Regions from separate parts of the Triticum aestivum genome. Here region 1 is linked to region 2. The links are chromatin contacts, called in public Hi-C maps. All regions are on one chromosome and are shown on one strand. The core of a region is the stretch at or near the end of the contact, and the rest is flanking DNA. Distances in the headings are between cores, read along the strand shown.

Region 1 (3,020 bases), core at 133-2,632, 380 kb before region 2:
ACTAACAAGATCTGAAGAGAAGCAATAAATATGACAAGACCTATTCTCACGGGCCCTTCATTGGTGTTGGGTTGAATGTCGTTGAATCAGGAAGAGACATTACTCTAAAGCTTCATCATTGTTTCAACCTCACCGATGCCGCCATGGAGAAAATACAGAAAACAAGAACCCGCTAGAACTAACTAAGAACAACAAAAGGAACGGTCCCTACTCCTGGCCGCCGACGAGACAGCTAGAAGAGACGTTACTCCAATGCTTCATCACTATTTCAACCTCATCGATGCCGCCATGGAAACAAAAATTCAGAAAACAAGAACATGCTATAACTAATTAAGAACAACAAAAGGAACGGTACCTGCTCCTGGCCGCCGACGAGATAGCCCGACCAGAGATAGGAGGAGGCCCAAGCGGCAATGTGGAAAACGAACTCGATGGGAGCTTCATGTTTGCAAAGATAAAGCTTTCCCCCCAATTTTTTCCGATGACACACCTAGGCGTACCATATTTTTATAGAAGGCGGAAGTCAATTACAAAAGACTACAACTTGCTGCGAACAACAAGTGTAGTTGGAACTCCACACTCCACTATGACAAGTACAAACACAACGGAAAAGGGCTTGCCCTAAGTCAATCATCTAGCCGCGTCACAACAAAAGTCAGTCGCCTTGAAGAGTAATAACTCCAACTGGATTTCCCTTGCCAACGCACTACCCACCCTTGAATGCCTAAGAGGAGACGACGAGTGAATAGCGGGACTCGGTCAGCCATGAGAAAGCCATCGTATTGGAATCACCGGCAGCTGCATACATAGCGCCCACGAAGATTAACTCGGGCAGCGGCAAGCACCACAGACAGAACCACCAGGCCAGGTCCAGGCCAGGTCTCCACATGCGATGCTCTCAATAGAGTGATGACGCCACACCGCCGCCATAGTCGGTCCTGCAACGGACAAGGCTTTCGCCCGAGGACCACAATCTGATCAAGGAGGGAAGATGCCGACACACCTTGGCGACGCCTCCAACAAGGAAAACGACACCCACGGGCGTCGTCACCGCTAGCTCCGAAGGATGAGCAGGATTTTCATCCGAACCGTCGCACCTCTCCCACCCCCATCAACAGATTGGCCAAACTGTCGGAGTCACACCGCCGCTGTCGCAACACCTCGCCACCGTGTCAAGACCACCGCAGTACATCGCCCTCGCACGGCCGAGAGCAATTCCCCCCAAAAAGTTATGGAATATGTTAACGAGCTACCGTATCCTTGATCTTGCTTGCCTGACTGGAAGGGGCAAGTAGTCGAGATCGTAATGCAGGAGTAGTGACGGCACGCTGGCGTTGCGCCGTTATAATTCGCCACGGCAGGCAGAGGAGAGCCGCTTTTCCACGGCTCGCTCGCCCGACCCCATCAAACGTTGAGGAGAGGGGGGAAAAAGAAGAGAGAGAGAGAGAGAGGGCTCGCCCGCTCGAGGATGCCCGTTCCTCTTCCTCCGCAAGAAATAGGCGCAAACACAACAACACAGTGGAGCCAACGGAATCCCCAAATCGATCTCTCGACTCCGGGCCGAGAACCCCCAATTCCCAGTCCTCAGCCCCCATTCCGGTCGCCCTGATCCTCCCCCGCAGGCGATTTGTCGGAGTTCGCCGCCCCTCGCGGCCCTGCCGGTAAGCCCAATCCCTACGCCTATGGCCCTGCTCGGTCTCGCGTTTCTCTCGCCCGTTCCATGGGCAATTGGATCTTCCTTTTTCCCGCGACGCGGCGATGTTATCTGTTTTCGTGTCCGCTAGGTTACTTTCTGTGCGAATTTCTCAGCGGTTGCTGCTGTAATCTGCTGCAGGGTTCTGTGATTCCGCCTCGGGCGCCTCGGGGATCTCTCCGTTGCTCGCCGGCACCCATGGCGCCGGCTTCGGCTCCGGCTTTGGACGTCGAGGGCGAGGTCGGCGGCGGCAACAGCCAGAACGCGCTGAAGTCCGAAGCCGACGGGGAGCGATCCGTCGCTCCGGGAGGCGGTTCTGTGCCCGGTGAATTCCGCTCCGATGACGCGGCCACAGCGGTTTGTGAGGACGGTATCGACTCCTCAGATGACCCTGCCCTGGCCATGGATGTCAACGGCAAGGGCGACGGGGGCAAGGAGAATCTGGGCAAGGTGCGGGTGAAATCCGAGCCCGAGCACTGCGAGGGCGAAGGCGCCGTTCTCGCCCCTTGCACCCGGCCTTTGGGTGCCGATTTTGTGGGGATAGCTTCCTCCTCCTCCTATAAACTGCCCATGGCGAGTCCGGAGGACTCGACTGACCAGCGAGGAGGGGATAGCACGGAGTGCTCGAGCTCGTTCGCAGACTCCCTTTGTGAGACTGGTGATGAGGCAGGCAATGGTGACCTGGAAGTGAATTCTCCCTTTTCAGCTCATGCTAATGGCGGTCAAGCTTCCGCGATGCCCAGGTGAGTCTGTTGGCAGTTCCTTGTATGCATTCAATGGTACTGGTTGGATGATTATGCAATCCTGTTTCCAGATTGTCTGATTGTATTGTTTGAGAAAGAAATGAACAAGCAGAATACCCTGTTAGGCAGTTAGTAACTGATATTATACACTCTTGGCCTTGGGTTTCCCGCGCTGGCAGGGTAAAGAGCAGTGCTATGTGTACGATATTTTTTTTACGACTTTTGTACGACACTGCTCAGTTACCCTTGGATCAGATCTATGCATCAATAGGAGTCGTGGGATCACAATGTTGGACGTGAATCGTAAATATCAAGTCGTATGCAGAACAATTTCGCAGGGTAAAAGGTAGGTTGTGGTAGAGTTTTGTTTACTCGTAGAGCCTACCAAACTTTAGAGGCTGTAGCTATCCATAGGAGGCTATACACTTTGGTATCAGCTCCTAGGTACTGTGATGGCAACCTGGTCTGCGCACCCAAGAGGCAGATGGTGTCAGAGAATAGAGAGAAGGAGATAAGCAATCCGGCTTACCTATTATTGCTTTCCCTAATAAATACTAGTGCATAGCTTATACAGAGCTGGTTAC
Region 2 (2,984 bases), core at 172-2,671:
AGGATTTATGAACATCTCCGACCAGCAGTGATTGCCGATGTTTTCCACCATAGCTCACACTCGCAAGGGTTGCTCAGTGATCGCACGGGCCAAGGCATTGCAGGCCTCGTATATCTCCCAACGCTCGTCGTGGTATGTGTCTCTGGCTAGGAAGATGTGCTTCTTCCCCTGGACTTCGACGGCGCTCCAAGCAGGGTCCTTCCGAATGCCGAGCGACTTCATGGCCTCATGCATACCGGCCACGCTGTCCCACATGTCGCAGGCGGCGTAAGTGTTCGCCAGGACGACGTACTTGCCGGTGTTCCCCGGCTGCAGCCGAAAGAAGCGCCGCGCGGCGAGCTCGACCAGCCCCACGTCGCCGTGCTTCCTGCAGGCGCCCAGCAGCGCGCCCCAGACCACCGAGTGCTCCTGGCAGTCCGGCAGGTTCTTGACAAGCTCGTAGGCGTCGCGGAGCCTGCCGACCCTGGCGAGCATGTCGACCACCGCCGCGTAGTGCGCGCCCTTCGGGGTGAGCCCGTAGTCCGACGGCATGGACGAGAAGTGCCTAAGCCCCTCGTCGACGAGCCCGCCGTGTGCGCAGGCCGAGAGCACAGCGAGGAACGTCACGTCGTTCGGCCGGAACCCGTCGCGCGTCATCTCGCCGAAGAGCGCCAGCGCCTCGCGCACGTGCCCGTGCTGGCCGTGCCCGGAGATGAGCGCGGTCCACATGGTGACGTTCCGCTCTGGCGCGGCTGCGAACACCCGGCGCGCGTCCTCGGCGCTGCTGCACTTGAGGTACATGTCGACGAGCGCGCTGTTGGCGAACACGTTGACGGCGGCGACGGCAGACTTGACCATGACGCCGTGCACGCGCCGGCCGTGGTCCAGCGCGGACATCCTGGCGCACGCGCAGAGCACCGACGCGAACGTGAACTGGTCCGGCCTCAGCCCCTCCGCCCGCATCAGGCCGAACATCTCCACCGCCTGCGCCTCCTCGCCCCCGCGCGTGCACCCGGATATCATCGCGTTCCACGCCACGACGTCCCTCCGCGGCATTCCGTCGAACAGGTCCCGGGCGACGCTGAGCTCCCCGATCTTCGCATAAAAGATCAGCAGCTTGGTGGCCATGTAGTCGCTGCATCTGAAGCCGGTGGAGACCATGCGCGCGTGGATCCTCTTGCCGAGCCTCGCGTCCCTCCGGTTCACGCACTCTTGCAGCAGAAGAGCGTAGGCGCCCGAGACGGCGCACACGGCGCTCCGGTGGAGGAGGCTCACGGCCCGGGAGAGCTGCCCCCCGATGCACAGCGACCTCAGCTTTCGCGCTAGGCTACTCGAGTCCATGGCCTAGGGAAATCAGGCAGGGTCAGAACAGGGGAATTAACCATAGCATGTTTTAGTTGCTCAGAAGAATGTTGTTCTTCTGAATTCCAACGGAAACCTTCCTGTTTCAAAGATAAAAACGAGGGTTTGCATATCAGTCTGTAGTTCTGTAACAGACCTTTTCAGAAAAAAAATCCATTTTAAACCTTAAACTTGTAGAGGTTTGGTGAAACGAACCCCCAAATCAAAATCTCGTCAGTTGCACCCCTAAACTATGCAATTTCAGTCTAAATCAAACTCTGGCGTTGTTTGAAGCATAAAAAAGTTTTTTTTTTTTGAGACAATGAAGCATAAAAAAGCTTATATGGTGGGATTCGTCTGGCTGGTGGGCCAAGAAGCAGTAGTGCTGACTACAGCGCGCACCCCGTCCTCCGCGCTGGGCCAGCCCATTCGTATTCTTTTTGTCTGTTAAAAATGTCTTTTTTTCATGGGAGCTCTTCTTAGTCGGCGCTGCAAAATACGTGAGCTAGCGGGCCGGCCCAATCAAGGAAAAAAGACGGTAAAAAACCTACTGATGTAACATGCAAAAACTGAGACTCGAACCCACTGTCTAAGGAAGAGAAACGTAACACCCGAACCCCCAGACCAAGCGGCCAAGCTTGTCTACTATTAGAAACGAGGAACATTTAACCCTTCCTCTAGAGATATACTATATACCCAGAATTAATTATTTGAAAAATAAATTCAGAAAAAAACCCACGAATTCTGAAAAAAGGTTCGTGAAAAATGAACAAAGATCATCAATTTCGAAAAAACCTTCAACCAATTTGAAAAAAGTTCACAAATTTGAAAAAAAGTTCACTGTTTCTGAAGAAAAGTTCATCGAATTCAAAAAAAGTTCATCAAATTTCAAAAAAAGTTCATGGATTTTGAGAAAAAGTTCATTGAATTGAAAAAATGTTCATCAATTTTCAAAAAAGTTCATCAAAATTTAAAAAAGTTCATGGATTTTGAAAAAAGTTCACCGATTTTGGAAAAAATAACATGAATCTGAAAAGTAGCTCATAGATTTTGAAAAAAAGTTCATCAACATTGAAAAAAGTTCGTCGTTTTGGAAAAACATTCATCAATTTCGAAAAAAAGTTCATCGATTTTGTAAAAGTGTTCATCGATTTCGAGAAAACATTCATCGGCCTTGAAGAAATGGTCATTGATTTTTTTTAGAAAAAATCATGATTTTGCATAGAAAGTTCACGTATTTAGCCAAAAAAAAGAGAGAGAAAATCTGAACAAAACAGCTCCTAGAAAAATGAAAAAAAGGAAAAGAAAAAGAATAAAGTTCCGCGAACTGTAAAGGTAAATAGGGAAAAGGATTTGAGTCTGCACAATCAGTTGAGATGGCATAGTGGCTTGTACGCGTAGCTCAGATTTAAAAGGTCTTTAGTTCGAGTCTCAGCGGTCGCACCTTTTTTTTGACTTTTAACAGGAAAAGAAGAAAGAATTAAACGGGCCGGCCCAGTCGCCTGCAGCGCTAAATGGCCTGTAACGGGCGCCTGCAGCGCTAAATAGGGAATGCCTTTTTCATTCACTGCTAAAAGGGGTACAGGGCGCGCACCCGTGCTCGATGCTGGGCCAGCCCATTTGTATTTCTTTTGTCGGTTAAAAATGTCTTTTTTTCTGTTACA

What was found. Hi-C and Micro-C count contacts between places; a contact is called where the count stands out from the background.
Region 1: a contact with region 2 is called in a Hi-C map of leaf, with 7 times the contacts expected there. The contact joins the promoter of LOC123155519 here to the promoter of LOC123162606 in region 2. A contact is called at or near these places in 2 of 5 Hi-C or Micro-C datasets (both in leaf).

The regions. Positions count from the first base shown.
Region 1 is chr7B:537,316,546-537,319,565 of IWGSC CS RefSeq v2.1, reverse strand. LOC123155519 reads left to right here and starts at 1,382. Exons shown (of 6, transcript XM_044573681.1): 1 at 1,382-1,661; 2 at 1,835-2,436. The coding sequence starts at 1,892.
Region 2 is chr7B:536,933,732-536,936,715 of IWGSC CS RefSeq v2.1, reverse strand. It overlaps LOC123162606 (pentatricopeptide repeat-containing protein At4g16470), which reads right to left and starts at 1,421. Exons shown (of 2, transcript XM_044580373.1): 1 at 1-1,421. The coding sequence starts at 1,320. The coding sequence ends at 55.